2 separate regions of the Pan troglodytes genome follow, and region 2 is linked to region 1. The links are chromatin contacts, called in public Hi-C maps. All regions are on one chromosome and are shown on one strand. Each heading gives the region's core, a stretch centred on a gene start, on an enhancer-like site or on the middle of the called end of the contact. The rest is flanking DNA. Distances are from core to core; before and after follow the strand shown. Region 1 holds the start of TOMM20 (translocase of outer mitochondrial membrane 20). Region 2 holds the start of IRF2BP2 (interferon regulatory factor 2 binding protein 2).

Region 1 (5,674 bases), core at 710-3,209:
GCGTGAGTCACCGCACCCAAGCCTCCTTTCTCTTTTGCCTATTAAACCTCTGCTCTTAACCTTACTCCGTGTGTGCTCAAGTTCTTGATTTCCTTGGCATGAAGCAATGAACCTTGGGTATTACCCCAAACGATGTCGCTTCAGTATCTCACTTTGTTGCCCAGGCTGCTCTCAAACTGCTGGACTCAAGTGATCCTCCCACCTTGGCCTCCCAAAGTGCTAGGATTACAGGAGTGAATCACTCATCAATTCCAAGGGGCTAGAACTCCCAGGAACTGGGGACAAAGGCCAGCCAAATTCTTTATTACGCAACCTGGTGTTACTGGAAAAGGATCCAGACCCCAACAGAGGGTTCTTGGATCTTGCCTAAGAAAGAATTTGGGGCCAGTCCACAGAGTAAAGTGAAAACAAGTTTATTAAGAAAATAAAGAAGATCACTCGCGGTGGCTCATGCCTGTAATCCTAGCACTTTAGGAGGCCGAGGTGGGTGGATCACCAGATGTCAGGAGTTTGAGACTAGCCTGGCCAACATGGTGAAACCCCATCTCTACTAAAAATACAAAAATTTGCTGGGTGTGATGGCACATGCCTGTAATCCCAGCTACTGGGGAGGCTGAGGCAGGAGAATTGCTTGAACCCAGGAGGTGGAGGTTATAGTGAGCCAAGATCATGCCACTGCACTCCAGCCTGGGTGACAGCAAGACTCAGTCTCAAAAAAAAAAAAAAGTGAAAGCGTACTTTGTAGAATGGTGCATACCCTAAAGCAAGAGAAGGAACATGTCCACCTTAGGTACAAGGCTTGTTTGTATTGAACAGCAAAAAAATAATGAGGAAGATGAGCTCTACTCCAAGAGCTTGTGACAAAGGATTTTTTTTGTGTTTGTTTTGAGACAAGGTCTTACCCTGTCACCCAGTTTGGACTGCAGTGGTACAATCATAACTCACTGCAGCCTCAACCTCCTGGGATTAAGGGATCCTCCCGCGTCATTCCCCATGTAGTTGGGACCACAGGTGTGTGCCACCACGCCTGGCTAAGTTTTTAATTTTTTTGTGGAGACGGGGTCTCACCATGTTGCCCAGGCTGGTGTTGAACTCTTGGGCTCAAGCTATCCGCCCATCTGGGCCTCCCAAAGTGCTGGGATTACAGGTGTGAGACACTGCCTGGTCTTTGTCAAAGGACTGTTAATCCTGTGTAACTACTGTCTTCTGCAAGGATCAATATTATCTTTAAAGGGAAAATTAAACTAAGAATGCTTTTGTTCTTAAGATATCAGGACATCAGGACATTTCCTGGGTCTGTTAGGTAAACATTATTAACTTGTTCCCTTCCCTGTAAATATCCTGTGACCAAGAATGCCAAACTTCCTGGGAATGTGCCCCAATAGGTCTCAGCCTCATTTTACCCAGCCCCTATTCAAGGTAAGGTAGCTCTGGTTCCAATGTCTCTTGACACTGATGCTTGACTTCGATACCCCTCAACTTAACAGTGTCTGTTTAATGCCTGCTTTCTGCCCACGATTTTCCTTGTCAGAATATCTTAACTTAGGTCATATATATATATATTTTATTTTTTTGAGACGGACTCCTGATCTGTCACTCAGGCTGGAGTGCAGTGGCTCGATCTTGGCTCACTGCAACCTCTGCCTCCTGGTTCAAGCGATTCTCCCGCCTCAGCCTCCAGAGTAGCTGGGATTACAGGCCCCGGCCACCATGGCCAGCTAATTTTTGTATTTTTGGTAGAGACAGGGTTTCACCATGTTGGCCAGGCTGGTCTCAAACTCCTGGCCTTAAGTGATCCGCCTGCCTCGGCCTCCCAAAGTGGAGATTACAGACGTGAGCCACCGCGCCTGGCCTGATCATGTGTATGTTTTCATGTGGCTATAAAACAATTCACGTTTTCTATTTTTTCTTCAATTGTGTATATTTTTCAAGAAATTACTCCATTTAATTTTATTCCAGTTATCATAAAATGAGGCTATCCTGTAACATTCTTTTGAAATGGAACCACTACGCACAATGGATTGTGGCAACCTGAAAAGAAAGTACAGTTTAATTCAAACAAGTCACAGGCTGCCTGTGTTAGACAAGATGAAGCATTCGCAGTCTGGGACCCTGCATCTTTGTCTGCCACAAACAAGGCTGTCAGCTAGTCTTCTGAGTACGTGCACGCCAGCAACGCGTACGCCTCGTTACAGCATGGTCGGCGGATATGAAAAAAAGTCCGTGGTCACGTGCAAATTCCCGACTCCAGTGCGTACACCCAGCGGCGCACGGGAAACGCCGGCGTGGCCCACTGCGCAGGCGCAGGAGCCGCGCTCTTGGGCTCTGCTCAGGCTCTGCCGCGGACGACCTCGAGGCCCTTAGTTGACTGGGACCGGAAGTGGCGTGTGCTCGGCCTTTCCGTGTTCCTGGCCCGCGGCCGTCGGGTGTGAGCTGCGCTGACCGCTCTGAGGGTCTGAGGGTTCGTGGCCCACCGCTCCTTCGCGGTCCCTGCCGCCACCGTCCACGCTCAGCGTTGTAGAGAAGATGGTGGGTCGGAACAGTGCCATCGCCGCCGGTGTATGCGGGGCCCTTTTCATTGGGTACTGCATCTACTTCGATCGCAAAAGACGAAGTGACCCCAACTTCAAGAACAGGCTTCGAGAACGTGAGTGGGTCCTCTCTCCCCTGGCCAGGCTTGCTGCCTTCGGCCGCCGCCCTCCACAGGAGGGGTCATTGCCTCCCACCAGCCTGTGGGCCGCGCAGGGCGACCGCGTGGTGCGGCCCTCAATAGGCGATGGCGCTGGCTGCGCCGCTCCGGGGTCTCTAGTGCCCCGTAGGAATTCCATTTTGGAGGAAGGATTTTTCCCGTTTTGTTTTCCCCAGACACTTTAGCCGTGCAAATGCACTCTTGATTTCTGTTACAATCTCGGGTGTGTGTGGCCTGGGGAGGAGGTTGTCTCTTTTTTTGCCGTTCATCTTTTTAAATCTCTACTCTTAACTAAAAAGTCGTGCATTTTTGTCGCAAATTTTAGTCTGAGGCTAAATCCGCATGCTCAGTGCAGTATCATTGTTGCATTCTTTTTTTTGAGATGGAATCTCGCTCTGTCGCCCAGGCTGTAGTGCAGTGGCGCGATCTCGGCTCACTGCAACCTCCGCCTCCCGATTTCAAGCGCTTCTCCTGCCTCAGTCTCCCCAGTAGCTGGGATTACAGTCGGGCGTCACCACGCCCGGTGATTTTTTGTGTTTAGTAGAGACGGGGTTTCACCATGTTGGTCAGGCTAGTCTCGAACTCCTGACCTCAGATGATCCGCCTGGTTCATTGCTGCATTCTTAAACCCTCTTGGTAGCTTCGTTCTAAGTGCTTCCAAGATATGAGTGAATGCTATAGAAATTGCAAGGGAGTCCAAAGGGCTGCGCTTCTCCCGTGGCTCAGTCTTATTTCATACCTGCGACATCTTTTAAGAGAGGTCTACCAGAGGGGAATCGTGTCATGAAAACCGTTGTGATCCACCTTGAATTTTCGGAGAATCTTCATTCGCATCACTGAAGAGCAAATTTGTTGCAATAAGAAATATTTTTTGGCTTATCTTGGTTGTTCAGCCAAATTAGTTTTTGGAATTAAAATTGATACATAAGTTACTAAAGCCCAAGGTGTACAAAGAAGGGATTATTGTTTACTTAAGTAACGGTGGTTACGGTTTAATTCAGCTATACTAAGTCATTTCAAGTGTTCAGTAGCCATGTGTGAGCAGTGACTGCAGCGCTGATCTTACTAGCACTAAGAATCAGACATCTAGTTCCAGCTTTCTTATGTTTTAGGAGGGAAGGGATATAGACATAATTTGATTTATGACTAGGCAGACTAATAGAATACTGTTTTAGATTCAGACCCCGAATTTCTAGGGCCAGGTTAGCGGCATAATTTGGGGTTTCTGAATCCTAATTTCTGTAGTTGTAAAATCAGGTAATGCCACCTACCTCTTGTTGGTCTTGTGAAGGTTGAGATGTTTGAATTGCCTTCCACGTTTTCTGACATAGGAAATGTTCCTCCATAAATGCTGGTAGTCATTCTGCCTTCGGGTTATTGTCCTGTAGTTGCCAAAATGGGTGACAGCTGGGGGTTTTGGTACAAATGCAGAGTTATAAAGAATGGATTAACCCTATCTTCCGTTGGAAACCCTGAAGTCCTGTTGCAGAAACAAGAGCTATCATTTTAGATAAATGGAGGAATGTTATTTCAAAATAACTTCTCCATCATTTTCAATCTAAAATTGTTTTTTCTGGACTTAGCGGCAACCTAATGATTACAGTGAATTAGCTGCAGCAGTAACTTTAGGCAAGTAACTTCAAGCTTTAGTTTTCCCTTTTTGTAAAATGGTATAGTGTAGAGTTTTAGTCCTGTTCCTCACACATGGTAATTGATGAATGCTAGAGATTTTTTGTTGTTGTTTGTTTGTTTGAGTCTCGCTCTGTCGCCCAGGCTCGAGTGCAGTGGGGTGATCTCGGATCATTGGAACCTCCGCCTCCCGGGTTCAAGCAGTTCTGCCTCAGCCTCCTGAGTAGCTGGGATTACAGGCGCACACCACCATGCCAGGCTAATTTTTGTATTTTTAGTAGAGACAGGGTTTCACCATATTGGCCAGGTTGGTCTCGAACTCCTGACTTCATGATCTGCCCGTCTCAGCCTCCCAAAGTGCTGGGATTACAGGCGTGAGCCACTGCGTCCGGATGAGATATTTTTATGAGTAGAAATATTTTGTGGTTTGATGTTTTTGTAAAATTTATTTAGAATAATCTTGCAGTCTGTTTAAAGGTAATTGCGGCTGGGTGTGGTGGCTCAACGCTAGTAATCTCAGCACTTTGGGAGGCCGAGGTGGGCGGATCACCTCATGTCAGGAGTTCAAGCAGCCTGGTCAGCATGGTGAAACCCCCACTCTGCTAAAAATACAAAAATTAGCTGGGTGTGGTGGTGCACGCCGGTAGTCCCAGCTGCTTGGGAGGCTGAGGCAGAATTGCTGGAATGTGGAAGGTAGAGGTTGCAGTGAGCAGAGACTGCACCACTGCACTCCATCCTGGGGGGACAGAACAAGACTCTGTCTCCAAAATATATGTGTGTGTGTGTGTGTGTGTCTATATATTTATATCTATATCTATATATATATCTATATATATGTAGGCCAGGCACAGTGCCTCACGCCTGTAATCCCAGAACTTTGGGAGGCCAAGGTGGGAAGATCATGAGGTCAGGAGATCGAGACCAGCCTGGTCAACATGGTGAAACCCCGTCTCTACTAAAAATACAAAAAAAAAAAAAATTAGCTGGGCGTGGTGGCACACACCTGTAGTCCCAGCTACTTGGGAGACTGAGGTAGGAAGATCGCTTGAACCTGGGAGGCTGAGGTTGCGGTGAGCCGAGATGGCGCCACTGCACTCCAGCCTGGGGACAGAGCGAGACTCGGTCTCAAAAAAAAAAAAAAAAAAAAAAAAAGCAATTGCGTGACTGGCTGATTTTAAAAAGTTTAGGGGTATTTTGCCTTTGTGGAATGAAATTCTGTTCAGTTAATTTTGAGTTTTTAAAATTAATTTTTTTTAAATTTTGAGTTCTTCTAGTCTTATTTCCAATAGAATATTTACATCTGCAATAAAAGAGCAGTTTCTCACATAAGGCATGTAGCTCCTTGGCTTTCTTTTT
Region 2 (5,501 bases), core at 338-2,837, 520 kb after region 1:
TAAGCAGCTCCCTCCACTGTTTCTCTAAGGGTGTTTTTCCTCTTCCTTGTGGTTAATCCTTTGAAGCAACCTGGTATTTTCAATAGCAACGACTAGAGAGAAACGTCAGCATGATTTTTTTTTCTCTCCACCTACCAATCCAGTTGTAGGAAAGATAATATAATTAGTACCCTGTTCTTCCCACACTTAACCAGCTCATTCCAGTCTCAAGGGACAGTTGTGGGCCTGTGTTCCCAACAAAAGCAGCTCCAGAGGCCGCCCTTAAAGAGCTTAAGTGTAAAAATCCCAATTGAAGAGCGACTAAGCCTACGTGTATTAGGGAGACTAACGACCAGCCCAAAGTGATTTACCATAACACACACCAGCTCCTCCTCCCGATAAAAGTGTGAAACTCAAGCATTCAATTCAGTCTGGGCTGAGTCTGAGGCTGCCAACGGTGGCAGAGCTGCAGGCCGGGCGGCTGGGCTGGGCTCATCCCGGCCTGGGTGGCATATAGGGCGCAAGTCCGCCTCCGTCGGCGGCCCGCCCTGCGCGACGGCGGGCGAACCAGCCAGCCGGTCGCCCCCACGGCCCTCGGGGACCTCGCGGAGGCGAGCAGGACCCCCCCCCCGACTCGCGCCCTCGCCTCCCGCCACCTCGAGTCCAAGTTCGGGCCCGGGGGCGGCGCCTCGACGCCTAGACTCGCCGAAGGGGGTGGAGCCTGCGCTGTGACGCGGCCGCGCTGGCCGTAGACCCCGGATCCCTGGAATGTGCATTCGTTCCACGAGGCCCTAGTGCCAGCGGCGCCGAGGCACGTCTGCGCGGAGCGTGCGCACTCGCGGCGGCGGCCGCCCACGGCCCCGCGCCCACGTCACGCGCCCGCCGCGCATACCTACATAAGGCGGCCGGGGCGACTGGCGCGGGGGAGGGCTGGACGGGGCTAAGAGCAGCACTTGGTGTTCGGGAGAGGCTAGTCCGAACCGCGCTCCCTCCCCTCCAGAGGGCTCCGTGGAAAACGCGCGAGCCAGCTGGCGGCGCGTGCACGTGGTGCTGGGCTTGGGAATATTCACAGTCTCCCTAGTTAGTAAAAGGGACAGGCGGCGCGTATGTCCTTTCCAAGACAAATGCAAAGCACCAGTGACGGATTTCATGCTTACGTGTCCGACATTGAGCTTTCAAGTATAACTCCTAAAAAACCAGAACTGTGAACCACGCTAGACCTAAATTCCCCATTCTCAGGAGACTGACGGAAACCAAGTGACAAAGTGTCCTTGCATAAAAGAAAAAGAAATGATTTTTAGCACGATTTGGCCCAGAGGCACACTAGAGAAAAACATCCTGAGGGTGGTCGGGACAGCCGGGTGGGGCGCGAAGTGAGGGAAAGTGGAGGAAAAGCACACGATCACTTTGCGCGGTGTTCCGAAGGGAACACCGGCGCTGCGCTGCTGCGCTGCCCCGCGGGCGGGCGGGCGCCGCAGAGCCGGCTCTCCCGGCAGCGCTCCTTCGGCGCGCGGGGGGAGGGGGAGCGCGCGCGCGGGAGGGCGGGCACGCGCACGAGGGGAGGGGGCCCGCGCAGGCGCCGTGCGAGACTGTCGAAGAATCAAGTCTGTAGAAGTGGAGCGGTCGCGGCGGCAGCAGCAGCAGCGACGGTGGCGGCGGCGGAGCTGAGGCGGGCTGGCCGCTGACGCTGGCGCTGGAGAGCGGCGACGCCAGGAGCTGTGAGAGAGCGGCGGAGCGACCCGGGGCCCGCGCCGCGCCCGAGCTCCACGCCGCCCGGCCGCCGCCACCCCGGCGCGGCATGCCCCGCCGCTCGGGCTGAGCCTGCCCCGGCGGCCGCCCCCCGCCCCCTGCCCCCCCGGCCTCCCCGCCCCCCGCCCCGCACTCCGTGCCGGCCGCCGCCGCGACCTGCTGCGCTCCCCCGCGCCCGCGCGGCCCGTCTTCGCCCCGGTCTGGAGGCCCGCCGCGGCTCCGGCCGAGCCCCCGCCGCCGCGCCCGCCGCCCCGCCGCACCGCGCCGCCCGCCCGTGCCCGGGCCGGCCGGGGGGAACTGCTGCCGCGGCTGCAGCCCCTCACCTCGCGCCCGCCGCCCCTCGTGCACCGGGGGCGCTGCGCGGGCGCCGAGCCTTCGCGGGCTTTGCCGCCGCCGCCGCCTTTGCGGCCGCCGCCGCCGCTGGTGGGGGAGACGCGGGGTTGGGGGGGGAGGAGGGCGCGCGTGGTGCCGGTGGGGGGCGGCGGCGCCCCCTCCTCCTCCTCCGCCTCCTCCTCCGGCGTCGCGGGCTCCTCGGACATGGCCGCGGCGGTGGCGGTGGCGGCCGCGTCCCGGCGGCAATCGTGCTACCTGTGTGACCTGCCCCGCATGCCCTGGGCCATGATCTGGGACTTCACCGAACCCGTCTGCCGCGGCTGCGTCAACTACGAGGGCGCCGACCGCGTCGAGTTCGTCATCGAGACGGCGCGGCAGCTCAAGCGGGCGCACGGCTGCTTCCCGGAGGGTCGCTCCCCACCCGGCGCCGCGGCCCCGGCCGCCGCCAAGCCGCCGCCGCTCTCCGCCAAGGACATCCTTTTGCAGCAGCAGCAGCAGCTTGGCCACGGCGGCCCCGAGGCGGCCCCGCGCGCGCCGCAGGCCTTGGAGCGCTACCCGCTGGCGGCCGCGGCCGAGAGGCCCCCGCGCCTCGGCTCTGACTTCGGCAGCAGCCGCCCGGCCGCGAGCCTGGCCCAGCCGCCGACGCCGCAGCCGCCGCCCGTGAACGGCATCCTGGTGCCCAACGGCTTCTCCAAGCTAGAGGAGCCGCCCGAGCTGAATCGCCAGAGCCCGAACCCGCGGCGCGGCCACGCCGTGCCGCCCACCCTGGTGCCGCTCATGAACGGCTCGGCCACGCCGCTGCCCACCGCGCTCGGCCTCGGCGGCCGCGCTGCCGCCTCCTTAGCCGCGGTGTCGGGAACCGCGGCCGCCAGCCTGGGCTCCGCGCAGCCCACCGATCTGGGCGCCCACAAGCGGCCGGCATCCGTGTCGAGCAGCGCTGCCGTGGAGCACGAGCAGCGTGAGGCGGCAGCCAAGGAGAAACAACCGCCGCCGCCTGCGCACCGGGGCCCGGCCGACAGCCTGTCCACCGCGGCCGGGGCCGCCGAGCTGAGCGCGGAAGGTGCGGGCAAGAGCCGCGGGTCTGGAGAGCAGGACTGGGTCAACAGGCCCAAGACCGTGCGCGACACGCTGCTGGCGCTGCACCAGCACGGCCACTCGGGGCCCTTCGAGAGCAAGTTTAAGAAGGAGCCGGCCCTGACTGCAGGCAGGTTGTTGGGTTTCGAGGCCAACGGGGCCAACGGGTCTAAAGCAGGTAGGGGCGGCTGTGAAGTGAGGGGTCTAGGGGAGAAAAGGGGACGGAGAGCAGAGGAGGGGTGGTTCTTTCGAGTCACCATTTTACCCCAGCCCAGAAACAACAAACACCCCACTTCCTGATCTGCCTGAGGCGGAACCAGTGCTTGGTGGCAACGTGTTCATGTGCTGAAGCAGCATAACAGAGATGAGTCAGACTGGGCTGATACGCTCTGACACGGGGTTTTCCTTTCCCAGCACATTCTTGGATGGGAGCATGAGGGCACCAGTCACCTTTTAACCTATTGGGGGACATTAGCAGTCACATGTTGAGTGCAAACGAGGGTACTTTTGTGCATGTGTACAAACAGGCAGTTACAAGCGTGTCATTTTCAGTGGCTCCATTTTAAATCAGTCTGCTGCCTCAGAATCCCGTACGCCTGAAGGTTTTAAGTTGCATGTGCACCTGAAACTCGTATATGAGTATTTTCTGTCTGTGCTTTTAGAGAGGAGGAATTCTGTAACGACTTTTGTTTCGGGTTAGGAAGAGAAGGATCTCTTCCAGTGCACCGCCACTTATGTTACCTTTTTCCTTTTATTTCTTTGTGTTTCCAGTTGCAAGAACAGCAAGGAAAAGGAAGCCCTCTCCAGAACCAGAAGGTGAAGTCGGGCCCCCTAAGATCAATGGAGAGGCCCAGCCGTGGCTGTCCACATCCACAGAAGGGCTCAAGATCCCCATGACTCCTACATCCTCTTTTGTGTCTCCGCCACCACCCACTGCCTCACCTCATTCCAACCGGACCACACCGCCTGAAGCGGCCCAGAATGGCCAGTCCCCCATGGCAGCCCTGATCTTAGTAGCAGACAATGCAGGGGGCAGTCATGCCTCAAAAGATGCCAACCAGGTTCACTCCACTACCAGGAGGAATAGCAACAGTCCGCCCTCTCCGTCCTCTATGAACCAAAGAAGGCTGGGCCCCAGAGAGGTGGGGGGCCAGGGAGCAGGCAACACAGGAGGACTGGAGCCAGTGCACCCTGCCAGCCTCCCGGACTCCTCTCTGGCAGCCAGTGCCCCGCTGTGCTGCACCCTCTGCCACGAGCGGCTGGAGGACACCCATTTTGTGCAGTGCCCGTCTGTCCCTTCGCACAAGTTCTGCTTCCCTTGCTCCAGACAAAGCATCAAACAGCAGGGAGCTAGTGGAGAGGTCTATTGTCCCAGTGGGGAAAAATGCCCTCTTGTGGGCTCCAATGTCCCCTGGGCCTTTATGCAAGGGGAAATTGCAACCATCCTTGCTGGAGATGTGAAAGTGAAAAAAGAGAGAGACTCGTGACTTTCCGGTTTCAGAAAAACCCAATGATTACCCTTAATTAAAACTGCTTGAATTGTATATATATCTCCATATATATATATATCCAAGACAAGGGAAATGTAGACTTCATAAACATGGCTGTATAATTTTGATTTTTTTTGAATACATTGTGTTTCTATTTTTTTTTTGACGACAAAAGGTATGTACTTATAAAGGCATTTTTTTCTTTTGTTAACGTTATTAGCATATCTTTGTGCTTTATTATCCTGGTGACAGTTACCGTTCTATGTAGGCTGTGACTTGCGCTGCTTTTTTAGAGCACTTGGCAAATCAGAAATGCTTCTAGCTGTATTTGTATGCACTTATTTTAAAAAGAAAAAAAAAGCCAAATACATTTTCTGACATTGTAAGATTGCCTTACTGTCTGTCATTCCTTATTGCTGGCCCCTTTCTCAGGCCGGAGGCCAAGTGGTGGAGAAGGAAAGGAAATGATTGAACGGGCATGTTGTCAAGTGGGCATGCCACTGGGAAATACCAGTTTACCCTGAAACATTGTCCTCAGAGGAGTAGGAAAGTGGATTTTGAATCTCTATTTTGCTTAAAAGTTCAGTTCCTGAGATACTGATGACTGAGAGTGCTGCTGGGAAATTTTCAGGATTGTGTGGTCTTTTGGGGTTTTTTGTTTTTTTTTTTAAGACAAAGTTGACCGCTGTTCACTGTCCACGTGATCAGTTGTAAGATTACAATGCTGCATGCTAGTTGGTTACATAAGACACAATTCCAGTGATGGAAGGCGGTTATAATGGATGGTGGTGTGTACAAGATGGCACTGCCATCTTTGAGCAGAGCTCAGCTCTGCAGCGCCACTTCATCTTTTTAAACACCCTAGAGGTCTGTTTG

What was found. Hi-C and Micro-C count contacts between places; a contact is called where the count stands out from the background.
Region 2: a Hi-C map of stem cell-derived neural progenitor cells shows a contact between it and region 1, with 3 times the contacts expected there. The contact joins the promoter of IRF2BP2 here to the promoter of TOMM20 in region 1. A contact is called at or near these places in 1 of 7 Hi-C or Micro-C datasets (stem cell-derived neural progenitor cells) and 1 of 1 datasets of contacts at active chromatin or transcription factors (stem cell-derived excitatory neurons).

The regions. Positions count from the first base shown.
Region 1 is chr1:14,041,768-14,047,441 of NHGRI_mPanTro3-v2.0_pri, forward strand. It overlaps TOMM20 (translocase of outer mitochondrial membrane 20), which reads left to right and starts at 1,960. Exons shown (of 5, transcript XM_001153572.7): 1 at 1,960-2,647. The coding sequence starts at 2,527. It overlaps LOC112207334 (small nucleolar RNA SNORA14), which reads left to right and starts at 3,305; the gene lies at 3,305-3,439.
Region 2 is chr1:14,566,523-14,572,023 of NHGRI_mPanTro3-v2.0_pri, forward strand. IRF2BP2 (interferon regulatory factor 2 binding protein 2) reads left to right here and starts at 1,588. Exons shown (of 2, transcript XM_525097.8): 1 at 1,588-3,313; 2 at 3,907-5,501. The coding sequence starts at 2,266. The coding sequence ends at 4,622.